2 separate regions of the Pan troglodytes genome follow, and region 2 is linked to region 1. The links are chromatin contacts, called in public Hi-C maps. All regions are on one chromosome and are shown on one strand. The core of a region is the stretch at or near the end of the contact, and the rest is flanking DNA. Distances in the headings are between cores, read along the strand shown.

What was found. Hi-C and Micro-C count contacts between places; a contact is called where the count stands out from the background.
Region 2: a contact with region 1 is called in a Hi-C map of stem cell-derived neural progenitor cells, with 11 times the contacts expected there. The contact joins two enhancer-like sites. A contact is called at or near these places in 6 of 7 Hi-C or Micro-C datasets (blood, induced pluripotent stem cells, a lymphoblastoid cell line and 2 more) and 1 of 1 other capture datasets (stem cell-derived neural stem cells).

Annotation. Positions count from the first base shown.
Region 1 is chr10:22,716,627-22,723,534 of NHGRI_mPanTro3-v2.0_pri, forward strand. PTPRO (protein tyrosine phosphatase receptor type O) reads left to right here. Exons shown (of 27, transcript XM_016923013.4): 24 at 1,460-1,614; 25 at 4,016-4,151. Among named protein-coding and RNA genes, the nearest start is that of EPS8, 200 kb to the right of the region's middle. Within about 2 kb of position 5,080, at least 7 of the 24 cell types and tissues checked have an H3K27ac peak or open chromatin away from gene starts, as enhancers often do. A contact at or near this core is called in stem cell-derived neural progenitor cells, where this site is marked.
Region 2 is chr10:22,987,253-22,993,989 of NHGRI_mPanTro3-v2.0_pri, forward strand. All of the region lies in intron 2 of LOC107967469 (a long non-coding RNA gene), which reads right to left. Among named protein-coding and RNA genes, the nearest start is that of STRAP, 27 kb to the right of the region's middle. Within about 2 kb of position 2,804, at least 3 of the 24 cell types and tissues checked have an H3K27ac peak or open chromatin away from gene starts, as enhancers often do. A contact at or near this core is called in stem cell-derived neural progenitor cells, where this site is marked.

The DNA of each region.
Region 1 (6,908 bases), core at 3,830-6,329:
CATAGTAGGGGAGGCACTGCATGCTGCTGGGGATATATTAGGTGCCAAGGGTACAATGGGTGTAGGGGAGGTGATAACTTATGTATATTTAAACAAATCTTACATATTTATTTATACATTTTATTTATGAATTGTCTTTATGCGTTTACTTTCTGCCCAAGACCACTGACTCTTTGAAATTCATTTCTCTTTTAATACCTGAACTTAAATTTTAGCTCAAAACTGACAGCGAGGCCAAGCTTCCTTCCTTCCCAGTTATGATATAGTATTCCAGCCTCTGAGTGAATTCTAGGCTCTTCACAAGTTTGAGGAATGAGGGATGAATCAGACCTTTATGAAGCCTGGGTTTGGGATATTTCTGATGGTTGATAACAAGTGGAGAATATATAACTCTTACAAGTTAGTTGGGACTAAAAAGAGTTGATCTGGAAAGATACACATTCTAGTTAATATGTACTCAGTTCAGAGAGAACAACAATATATTTGATGTATGGGTTAATAGGAATAGGTAAATATACAAGTTATACTCACTTACTGGGGACTCCCAGAATCAACCATACAATTGCACGGAGCTGGATGACAGTGAGTGATAGTAATGAGGTACTAGTAAGTAGTAATATCACACACATGATTACACTTAATTCACACAACAACTCTTGTTATAAGTATCATTAGGCCATTTTTAGATATGAGAAAACTGAAGCTCAGTGAGTCAAGTCCTCTAGTATCAAAGCCCAAGACAAGGATTCTCATATAAGTGATTTTGTGAAAGTGCATTCTTAGGGAAAGCCCATAAGGGAGCAAGGGAAGCAGATTGACAGAGAAGAAGCCCTACAGAGCATTCAGCTGAAAATCTCACCTGTGCTGGATCCCACAGAGAGTGCTGGGGCATGGACAGCACCATGGTACTGTCTCACTCTGAAAAAGGCTGGATTTTTGTACCCCACAATTAGTCAGTCATTAGCTGTGGGCTGCCCTCAGCAGGAGAACGCAACCTCTTAGGGATTTTCTATCGAGGCAGCTCTGTGCAGTGGAAGGCAACTATCAAGAGATAGGTACTGCTGTGCTGTTAGCAGCAACTGGGAAAAGTGTGTCCCAGGCTGGCAAAGTGTATCTAAAGGGCACCAACAGCACTTTCTACAGTGTTTAATTCATTAGCCAAAACTGATGCAGCTTCTAAATGACAGAGCCAGGATGCAAACCCTAATCTGCTTAAGTGTTGTCCACAGGTACAGATTAGCCTACTTATCCTACTATTTGAAGCTTTATACAATTAGCGTGTTTTTTTTTTTTCAATACCTATTTTATGCCAGATATGGTGCTCAAAGCTGGAAAGGAAAGTGTAATGACCAGGAATGGAACGTGGCTCTACATTTTGCATGCTTAACTAGCAGAGTCCTGGGTCATCCTAACAGTGAACTGAAAAATTAATGCTTGTTTTTGGCTTTTTTCTCTAAAGGCTGACGAGATGCAGGATGTGATGCATTTTAACTACACTGCATGGCCTGATCATGGTGTGCCCACAGCAAATGCTGCAGAAAGTATCCTGCAGTTTGTACACATGGTCCGACAGCAAGCTACCAAGAGCAAAGGTCCCATGATCATTCACTGCAGGTAACCTCATCAACTGCATTTTCTATTAAATATTAGGAGTTGGTTTTGTAAGGGGAACAGCTCACCATTCCATAAGCCCTTATCAGGTTTAGTTGAAAATTAAATAAACTCTGATGTTTTTTAAACTATGATTAATTGATGTCTCAATATATACAATATTTATTCTGGCTTTCCTGTATCTATACCCTATAAAATAGATGTTATTATTCCAATTTTTAAATGAAAAAAATAGAGAAGAGTAGAGATGTTAAGGGATTCACACAAGTTCATGCAACTAGAACATGGAGGAGTTAGTATTCAAATCCAGGCATGCCAATCTGCAAAGATCATGCCCTTAATATGTGATATTATCCTACTCCATCAAGGATTCTGGGTAGTTACAACATGGACAAATACAAGGTCAAATTATAGAAAGCTGATCACAGCTTGACATAATATAAATAGGCATAAAAACTAGAAAAGGAAAAGAAAAATGAAAATATTCAGCTTAGGAAGATAAACATATTTGCTATGGTTCCTCTTTGGCATTGTCTCTTAAATTGTCAGACAGTAGAATGAAAAAGGATATAGGATATAAAAAAATCAAGGTCCACACTAATTCCCAACAGGAAAAGTTATCATTAAATTTAATTTGTTCTTCCTACTGTATGAACAGAGCTCCATCAAAATCTATCTCTGTGATACAATATTGCTGTAAAATCCTTATGCAACCTCAAAAGAACAGGGGACATAAACGTGCTCCAATGGCAAGTGAGAGGTGGCAGTGGGATGAAGATGTGAAGGGAAGCATTGGCAACCATGCCAACCTAAGCAAATAAATCTACAATCCCAGACCTACTGCCTTGGCCCTTGTGAATTAGAATGACTAGAATGAGGAAGTATGTGTGTGCATTCATGTGTGTTTGTGTGGAGTGTGTGTCTCCCTGGAAAGGAAAATGCTTCATAAGCTACTAAGTTTCTGTTTAGGGCAGATATTGTTGCTGTCAATCCACTGTAGGCATTCACAGGTTAAAAGATGTGCTTTAGCAGATAAGATTATCTGTTCTCAAAATGGTTCTTTTCAAGAACAGAAAATGAAGCTCTTCAACTCTGGGGTCAAACTCACAGATTCCTTTCATGGAAGATAGTAAGTGCAGTTCTGGATATGACTTTACAGGTGCTCACCCAATGGCAGATCATTTTATCTGAGAAATCCTGGGAGGGAAGAGTTGTCTAGTAGAAAAAGCAACCTTAAACTCAAAGTTTATAGAGCGGGATTTTTCTAGCAAACTTTCCATATAAATTTGCTTGAACTTTCTCTTTTCCCATCATTTCACAGTGATTCAAAGCTGAGCCATTTGACTCTTTATTGAGGATTGGAGGGAAAAAAGGGCTGACTTCAACACATAGAACTAGGGACTGTGATGGGCAGTTGGTCAGCGCATGTCAGTCCACTTCCACCTGTGCCCTGAGCATTGGGATTGGGGGACTGGCTGAGACTGGGTCCAAATTTTTCATTTGATTTTAAGGCAACTATCTCAAAGGTCCGTGTGAGATGGAAGCAGGCCCAGGAGCCACTAAAATGGCAGGCGTGCTGTAAGGCAGTCTGGGGTGGTGAACTGAACTTAGGGTTGAAGATACACAAATCTCTGTGGTCCCAGACCTAGAGTTAGGGTATGGACATCTCAACTGGAGTTTTGAGCTGATCTGAGGGCTTAACTCTGATGCTGTTCAAAAGACAGGGTATTGTTTATGTGTATCAGCTCTCTGAATTCAGAAATCAGTTCCCGAGAGTACTCAACATGGAATCCCTACTTTTCTGCAGAAGCAGAGACCCCGATAAAGGGTGTGGCCAATGCAGTGCAAATGTCTCTCAGGAAGGTAGCCATGATAGTCAGAAATGTGACATTAGAAGGAACACCAACCACAACTCCATACTTAAAAATCAGTTAAGTGGAAAATATTGTCAGGAGCTTAGTCTGCGTTTTTCCACAAGGGTACTATTTGTAGTTTTTTAGAAATCATCAGTTTTATTTCAACAGTAAAGTAGCACCATCTGGGCTGGCCGAGGTGGCTCACGCCTCTAATCCCAGCACTTCAGGAGGCCGAGGTGGGAAGATCACCTGAGGTCAGAAGTTCAAGACCAGCCTGGCCAACATGGCAAAACTCCATCTCTACTAAAAATACAAAAATTAGCCAGGAATGGTGGCACATACCTGTAATCCCAGCTACTCAGGAGGGTGAGGCAGGAGAATCACTTGAAGCCAAGAGGCAGAGGTTGCAGTGAGCCGAGATCATGCCATTGCACTCCAGCCTGGGCAACAGAGCAAGACTCCATCTCAAAAAAAAAAAAAAAAAAAGAGGGGAAAAAAAAAAAAGAAGCACCATCTGAATAATATGCCATCGGAACATTCTTTTGCAGTGCTGGTGTGGGACGGACGGGAACATTCATTGCCCTGGACAGGCTCTTGCAGCACATTCGGGATCATGAGTTTGTTGACATCTTAGGGCTGGTGTCAGAAATGAGGTCATACCGGATGTCTATGGTACAGACAGAGGTAGGAACATAATCTATATGTATTTTTAAATTTTCCCTGGACTGAAAAACTTACCATTATTCAATGATATGCTTCAAAACAATTCTCTCAAACTTCTTTGTATCTTTCTTTCCCATTTTCTTATTGTATATGTTCAAACTGCTTTGAGGCATAAAAGAAATAGACACTAGCCTCCAGAAATCCATTCGACGTATAATGATTATACTTTTATTGGCATCATAATTCAGAGTGCATGGGTAGATTCGTAAGAGTAAAACCTCTTTGAACAGACTCAGAGTCAATTGCAGATAACAGCCATCCTGGGTAAATGCCACCAAATAGAGACTGTTGAACTGGTGCAATTTGATTTATATTTGAAATGTTGGATTTGATTCAATACATTTGTCATTAGTTTATCCTCCGTGTGACTCTATCCCAATTCACTTTTGATGATGATTAGAAGTTGGATTTGAGCTTTCTGTCCCTTTTATGATTTTAAAGATTCCCAGTCCCCAACCTACCAGCATTGCCAGTTCCCTTCATCTCAATGATGAAGATTTATTATTTTAACAACATGGAAGCATCCCCTGAAATATCCAACAGTGTTACGTGCTCCGTCTTCCTCCTCTTCTCCCGAGTCCTCCCTCCCTGAAAGCCTGAGGATGCACTTAGTCTGGAGCAACAACCCAAGGCAACGCCGGCAGACAGCACCGCCTGCCTCAGAGCAGCCGTGGGTGTGTACCCTTGTGGGCGCAAAAACCCAAGTACAACAGATTGTTCATAAGCCTCATCACCCAGCCATACTCGCGACTTCTTAGCTTCAGTCTTACAATAATCCTTTTTCTCAAAGAGTGTGTGTGGGTGGAACGCTTGGGTAGAACACAACCTGGCCCGACCTGTAATCAGGGTATTTTTAAAATGCTTTGGTCTTCCTCATGCTTTTCCTACCCAGCACCACTAGATGTCAGTATCACTTCAAAAGCCTAGAGTAATGGCGGCCGTCTCAGCTGTTTCTGCTTTCCCACTCCTTTTACTTTTCTTTCCTCCTACCTCCCCATTCTTGTCTGACCAATTTTTGGCAAGGCTGTTTCAATACATTCATTTCTGAACTACAGCAGGATCATACCACTTGGGAAAGAGTTATCCTCGTTAATATTCAGACCTCTCATTGATAATTAGGAAGCAAGTCCAATTGGTTTCCTCACTTGGTTTCAATCATGCTGCCTAGTAATTTAGTGTGGTGGGGACATCAATATCACTTTTTAATCATAAGTTTAAAATGTCTGGTTTCCCAGAGGAGTCCACTGTCTGGTGAGTAAACAGTGCTTTATTAATCAGTCCATATTTTTGGCTTTTACTTCCATAAATTTGCACCTTGATATGTGATTAAAACTCCGCGTTTTGTATATGAATCACCAAGCTTCAAAGAGCCACACCTTATTTTAAGTATTTTGCATTTAATGAATTGTCTCCTCAATTTACTTAATTCATACCTTTTAAAACTTCATAGATTTTGGGGCCGGGCGTAGTGGCTCACAGCTGTAATCCCAGCACTTTAGGAGGCTGAGGCGTGCGGATCACCTGAGGTCAGAAGTTGGAGACCAGCCTGGCCAACATGGTGAAACCCCGTTTCTACTAAAAATATTAAAAAATGAGCCTGGCCTGGTGGTGGGCACCTGTAATCCCAGCTACTCGGGAGGCTGAGGCAAGAGAGTTGCTTGAACCCAGGAGACGGAGGTTGCAATGAGCTGACATGGTGCCACTGCACTCCAGCCTGGGCGACAGAGCGAGACTCCATGTCAAAAAAACAAAAAAAACTTAGTAGATTTTAATTATGGCCTGTTTGCTTTTGACTTTTCTCCAACTACAGATTCTTAATCTCTTTCACATGACACATCCTCCATCCCATTTTTAGGGTCATTATCTTTCTTTGGGTGGTTATCAAGCAGCCACCATGTCGCTTTCTGCAAAGCCAAGAAAACGTTTTGTTTTCTCCCTAAATGTTTTACCCTAAATTTTGGTTGTTTTATTTGTTTATGCCAGCATTTTATGTTGATATCTCCTCGGACACAGCCTTTTTAAAGTACAGTATCCCCATCCTGGCCAACATAGTGAAACCCCGTCTCTACTAAAAATACAAAAAAATAGCCAGGTGTGGTGGCGGGCGCCTGTAGTCCCAGCTACTCGGGAGGCTGAGGCAGGAGAATCGCTGGAACCTGGGAGGCAGAGCTTGCAGTGAGCCAAGATCGTGCCACTGCACCCCAGTCTGGTGACAGAGCAAGACTCCGTCTCAAAAAAAAAAACCCATAAAATAATTAATTAAAATTAATTATGAAATAATTAAATAAAAAATAAAGTGCAGTATCCCTTCCCTGAACTCTCATGGGGAGTTCAAAGTCAGCAAAGGGGGCAGAGGTTCCCCGGGTTACTTACTTTTTCCGACTTTTCTAGCTTGACCCTTGATTCCCGCAGGACTTCCTGGTGGATGTTTTCCAGTTCCAGTTATTTATCTGTGTCTTTTTTTTTTAACTTATGTCTAGAACATCTTGTTCATTTACCTTTATTTTTTCCTTGTTCCTCTGCTCACCATGGTTCATCCCGTATTTTGAATACAGATTGATCTGCCTAAGATTCTCCTTAAGCCCATTCACATTCAAATTCTGCTGCCAGGTCACAAAAGTTAACAAGGAAAGAACAAAGTAAAAAAAGCTTATTCTTTTCACATGTATCATCCTAGAGTACTCCTTTGACACTAATGATTTTCAAGAGAATGAAATG
Region 2 (6,737 bases), core at 1,554-4,053, 270 kb after region 1:
CTTTGCTGTCCCCAGCTACCCGTGCCCACAGAGAGCATGCCTGCCAACTTAAACCCAAATCAATTTCCAAACCAATCATGGCATGAGGAAGGAAAGCCTTAAGCAGCTGCTGGAGCTGTGACTGACACCGAGTTAGTGAGGCCTCATCATATCTGGATGGTTAGACAAGGTTTGCCTACAGGGAGGGTCTGTCAAATCATATTCCCTAGGCAACAGTCCTCTCTTACTCTACATAGTGAAAGACTCTGACTCACTAGAAGACGGCAAGGACATTGCACCATTTGAATGATGCAAACAAACATTTGAATTACATTTATGTAATGTAATACATGGGGATGGACTTTTACTTGCCTCATTCTCAAATATGTCTCAGGGTCTGGGGAACAACATGATGCCTTGAACAGATCCAAAATATCTGATAGGGGTGGGGTGCGGTGGCTCACGCCTGTAATCCTAGTACTTTGGGAGGCTGAGGAGGGAGAATTGCTTCAGTCCAGGAGTTCAAGACCAGCCTGGGCAACATGGTGAAACCCTGTCTCTACAAAACTACAAAAATTAGCTGGGCCTGGTGGTGCATGCCTACAACCCCAGCTATTCAGGAGGCTGAGATGGGAGGATCACTTGAGCCCGGGATGGGTAGGCTGCAGGGAACTGAGATCAGGCCACTGCACTCCAGCCTGGGTGACACAGTGAGATCCTATCTTAAAAAAAGAAAAAAATAATAACCTGGTGGAGCCCTTGGTAGAGATAGTATTGAAGCCTGATAATCATTATAGAACAAGGGTTTCTTGTTCTTCATCTGATTGACAGTTACGGCAGTCCCAACCAGTGACATGGAGTGTGGCATATATTAGGTTTTATACAGGAAATAAATCCTTTTTGGCAGAAATATATGACTTCAGTGTCAAAGCAATTGCATAGGCTATGTCATAGTGTAAAAGTATCAACTCAATTTTTCATTAAAAGTAATGTTCCTTGGACCAAAAATCTTGACTCTCTTTCAGCCAACATCAAACCCATCAGCATCTTTTGTCAGCTTTTCTCTCAAAACATACCTAGAATCTGACCACCTCTTAACACCTCCACTGCTACCACCCTGGTCTGGATTTCTATCCTCTCTCCTCAGGAATATTAATATCCTCCTAATCTGGGTTCCTATGTTAAAGTCAGATCACTTCACTCTTTTGTTCAAAATTCTCTAGTTGGCTTCTCATGTTGTTACCAGAAAAGGGTCCCAATCCAGACCCGCAGAGAGAGTTCTTGGATCTCTAGCAAGAAAGAATTCAGGGCGAGTCCATAAAGTGAAAGCAAATCTATTAAGAAAGTAAGGGAATAAAAAATGTCTACTCCATAGGAAGAACAGCCCCGAGGGCTGCTGGTTGCCCATTTTTATGGTCATTTCTTGATTATATGCTAAACAAGGGGTGGATTATTCATGAGTTTTCTGCGAAAGGGGAGGGCAATTCCCAGATCCCACAACTGAGGGTTCCTCCCCTTTTTAGACCATATAGGGTAACTTCCTGATGTTGCCATGGCATTTGTAAACTGTCATGGTGCTGGTAGGAGAGGCTTTTAGTATGCTAATGCATTATAATTAGTGTATAATGAGCAATGATGGGGACCAGAGGTCACTTTGTCGCCATCTTGATTTTGGTGGGTTTTAGCTGGCTTCTTTTCTCCAAACTGCTTTTATCAGCAAGGTCCTTGTGACCTGTATCTTGTGCTGACCTCTTATTGCATCCTGTGACTAAGAATGCCTTAACCTCCTGGGAATGCAGCCCAGTAGGTCTCAGCCCTATTTTACCTAGCCCCTATTCAAGACGGAGTAGCTCTGGTGAGAGTGCCTCTGACAATCTCACTTTAAGTAAAAGCCAAAGTCCTTACCACACCCACGAAGACCTATATGATCTAGTCCCCTTTGCCTTTCTCATTTCGTCTCCTACCAGTCTCCAGGTCGATTATGGCACTCAAACCTTGCTGGACTCTTTGCTCTTATCTTCCCCTGAAATGTTCTTCATGCAAATATCCACATGGCTTCCTTCTTTATTTCCTTCAGGACTTTGCTAAAATGTGACATTATCAACAGTACTTCCTATAGCCTGTTATTTTTCTCTGCAGCTTTCATCACCGTGTGCCACACCATATATATTATTTGATTATTTATTTACTGTCTGTCTGCCTTCTCTAAAATGTAAACTCCATGGAAGTGGAAATTTTTTTTGTATGTTTTGTTCACTGCTTTATCTGCAGTCTCTAAAACATTACCTGAATACAGTAGCACTCAATAAATAATTTTTCAGTACAGTATAATTGCATATTTCTCTGATTCGTTCACTAGACTCCAAGTAAATACTGTGTCTTATTCCTCTGTGTCAGTGTTCCACAAATGTTCTTTTAATGAATTAATATGAAATGTTCTGAAAAGAAATCTGTAGTTTCATTTGTTACTTTGAAATTCATGTTATTCTCACACCAAGTAGCAATTAATGGCAGAGATGGTATTATTTTGATGTTTGTTAGTTTGCTTGAATAGATTAGGAAAATAATTAAAAAGAAAACCATTTGAATATTGACTTCCAATCTTATTTTCAAATTAAAATTGTGCTCTAAAACCTACAAAAAGACTGAAGCAGACATTGAATTGTCCAGATATCGAACCCATGTTTCTTAGCTTGATACAAACACTTAGGCTTCTTGTTCTTGTATTTAATTCTATTTTTTCCATTTCTATATACAGAGGATAAAGAGAAACATTCATCCTCATAGAATGGCATAGCATACAGAAGTGATGAGGGCTGTGCTCTAAGAGGATTAAGCACACAAAGAAGATAATTAACTTGCTGAGGTCTCACAGAAATGTGTGGAATAGCAAGAATAGCATTCAGAGTTTCTGTTATCTTAAGGAAGATCGATCAGTCAAATAGCTGCATGTTCATGATACAGAGTTTATTTGTAGCCCTAGGTATTAACTAACAGAAGTTAAGAAAAATGTTTAACCCTAAACAAACACACACAAAAAAATGTGAATAAAATTGGTTTGTTTTAAAATATAGGTTGACATCTAGTTTAAAGACCAAACCAGTGAATTTTCTGTTACTACCTTTAAAATCACTCACAATTGTAACAGAACTCCAAATATTAAAGTTTCACAATGGAAAAGGATGGGAATGCAGAGGTACTGATGTTTTTAGACACAAATCCTTATAATCAATTTTATAGCCACTTATCAGACACTTTTGCTGGGTTGGGAAATTATGAATGATTTCAACTTTTCTTCCTTGAGCTTTTAGAGTACTGCAAAAAATTTAATAAGAGAATGTATTTTGTAATCAGAAAAAAATTATGAAAAATTACTACATGCTTATATAGTCTTCTCTAATGTGTAGTAATCACCCTGGAATGTAATGTTCAGGCCTAAAATTTAGACATTAGAAATGCACCTCACGTGTTCAAAAGCAAAAGCCTTGGCTGATCCAGCAGAAAAACAGCTCTGAGTGTACCAAATTTACCAATTCCCTGAGTACTGTTTATTATAAATTGGAAATGTAATGCCAGGCAGATGTGTCATCACCCAACAAAAGTGAAACTTAAAGAAGAATCATGTTTGACAAGCAATCAGACTTTGGAAAGAAAGGAATAGAGAAAAAGAAAACAACTCTGGAGAGAATTTGAGATTTCTTTGATGCCTCTAATACGCTAAATAAAAACAGTGGTGCAAAATGGCCATTTAAGAAAAATATTGCTGGAAGAGCCATTATCCTCTAAACTCTTAGGAATATTCATTAATATTCCTGAATACATTATTGCAGGCAAGATTTTAGAATCATTTAGAATATGTGCCACCAGGACATTCCCCACAGGAATATCCCTCTCCTACCAGGCTCTGAGCTTGGGAAGCTTGGTTTAATTTGACTCCCTTCCCCCACTATGAATGCCAATTCTTAGGTCTCTGCCAATGTGGAGTTAGTTGGCATACATGGAAGGAGGATGGCAGTTTGCTTTTCCTTCAACAACACCAGACTGAATAATTCCTGTGGGATAGAATTGCTTGAGATGATACTAATAAACATGAGGTGTTTATAAGAAAATTGATTTAAATTTTAAATAATTAAAACTCATAATTTTCCTAATGTGTATTAAAATATGCTCTAAATATAAATAATATATTTTAATTTGCTAGTTGAAAATTAAAAATATTTATGTAAATTATGCACAATCCCTGAAAGGGTGCTTCAGCAAGTTGTAAATGGAACAATACATGGGAAGAGATTGCCATCTGGTGGCTGAAGGAAAAGTGCATTTTTGTGTAGGACAGGTATAAAAAACTTGTTTAAGCAAATAAATGTTAGTATGTTAGTATTCCCTACTAACTTTTTTTTTTTTTTTTTGTATCTTAGAGGCAGGATTTCGTTCTGTCACCCATGCTGGAATACAGTGGAGCGAGCACATCTCACTGCAGCCTCGACTTCCCGGGCCAAGTTGTCTTTCTTTCCACCTCGGCCTCCCATCTCAGCCTCCCAACTAGCTAAGACTACAGGTGAGTGCCACAACGCCCGGCTATTTTTTTTTAATTTCTATGGAGACTGGATCTCACTGTTGCCTGGGCTGATATCGAACTCCTGGCCTGAGGCCATCCTCCTGCCTAAGCCCACTATCCTATTTTATTAACCAAACACTTCTATCTTAATTCAAGTATCAAATAAGATATAGAGGTACATGTGGTAGTTTTTTAAATATGTAAATGATTTTTCTCAATGTTACATATTCTTTCTTTTTAGAAGTGTAATATATAACATTGTGGAAAATATACATTTTTATATATCATATATTTCTAAACTACAGAAAAGTATAGAGAAGGAAACAAAATCTATAACTCCACCACCTAGAGACAATCAAAATGAACATTTTTTTTTTTTGAGATGGAGTCTCGCTGTGTCACCCAAGCTGGAGTGCAGTGGCACGATCTTGACTCACTGCAACCTCCGCCTCCCGGGTTCAAGCGATTCTCCTGCTTCAGCCTCCCAAGTAGCTTGGACTACAGGTGTGCACCACCACGCCCAGCTAATTTTTGTATTTTTAGTAGAGACAGGGTTTTACCGTGTTAGCCAGTTAGTCGATCTCTTGACCTTGGCCTCCCAAAGTGCTGGGATTACAGGCATGAGCCACCGTGCCCGGCCCCACAATGAACATTTTAATAAATTTCCTGCAACTTTTTTTCTATGTATTCACATTCTTTTCATATAATTGATATCATAAGAAGTATTTAGTTTTGAACAGTGCTTTAAAAACATTAACAGTACATTATGTTTTTTTTTTAAACTATGTTTCAAGTTTGCTGTCATTTGAGAGAGGTTCTTTTCCTGGGAGAGAATAAAATATGCATATGTATGAATAGGTGACAGTATCCTTTGTTCAGGAAATTGCAAGTAGCTCAATGCTGTTGGAAAATGAAGTTGGAAACTTCCAGTTCAGTGAGAGTGGCTGGGAGGAGAATTAACAGGCGTTGGAGAGGTATGTGGAACACTGACCAAGAAGAACCATGGGCTTGTCATTTATCTACATTGTATGTTTATATGGATAATTATTGAGGAATTCTGGGTAATGAACCAAGGTTACTGGATTTGCACACCACAAAAAAATAATAAAATAATTTGACACTAATGGGGAGGATAGACTAAAATAATAGTTGTCAAAGCTGGCTGCACTTTAGAACTGCCCAAGGAGCTTTAAAAGTGCTAATCCCTAGACCTCAGTCCAAACTAATTAAATCAGGGTCCTTGGAAATGAGATAGTTTAAAAGTTTCTCAGATGATACTATTATGCTGCTAGGGTTGAGATTCACTAAAGGGAGATGAAACTAGAGACAGAAATACCATTTAGAAGGGTGTTGCTTTAGACTATGTGAAAAATGATGTGTGCTTAAATTGGGTTAGTGACTGTGAACGTGTACAAGTTAAGTGGCAGAACTGACACAAGTTGCTAATTAATTGAGCACAAGGTATGAAAAAATAAAAGATTCAAGGATTATTCTCTAATAGTGCCTTGGTAAATGGCGGCGTTGACAGGAAAGACAGCTGATTAGCTAAGTGTTTAGGAGGCAAGGAACGTGTGTTCATTAAGAAGCTACCATTTTCCTTTAGATGCATCATCAATGGCACAAACACTTTTAGACATATTTTCTGTTGCCCTGTTTTAAATCCTTGTGCCAGATATTGTCTCTTAGCTCCACCTTACTCTCTTTGTGATGGTGTGGTGAGAACTCTACCAAAATTCATTTTTGCTTCCCCAGGCTGTTCTGTGGTAGGGTCTTCCAGCAGGGGGCTCGAGAGGAGGACTGCAAAGCGGGAGAGGAAGGAGGGACTGCTTTTTCCTGTTTGCTGCTTTATGGCTTCCTCTCTGCTTGTGGTTCTATTCAAAACTATTCCTGCTGCAGTTTTGTTGTTGTTGTTGTTGTTTGTTTTTTGGGTTTTTTTTTGTCTTTTTTTTTTTTTTTTTTACTCCTGTAGCATTTTTTTCTGTAGCAGCAGCAGAATCCAGGTTGCACTTTTTCACCACTTGCAGAACCAGCCTCAGGACCACCACCAGCCACCCCAACTGCCACCACTGACACCAGTATCAACTAGCTGGTGTCTGCTCCTGGGAGGCTGGGGTTTCAGGACCACAGTGCCCTTTTCTGTTTCAAGTTTTTCTCCTTGCTCTCTTTGATCCCTCAGGCTTGAGTGTGATACTTGCTTCCT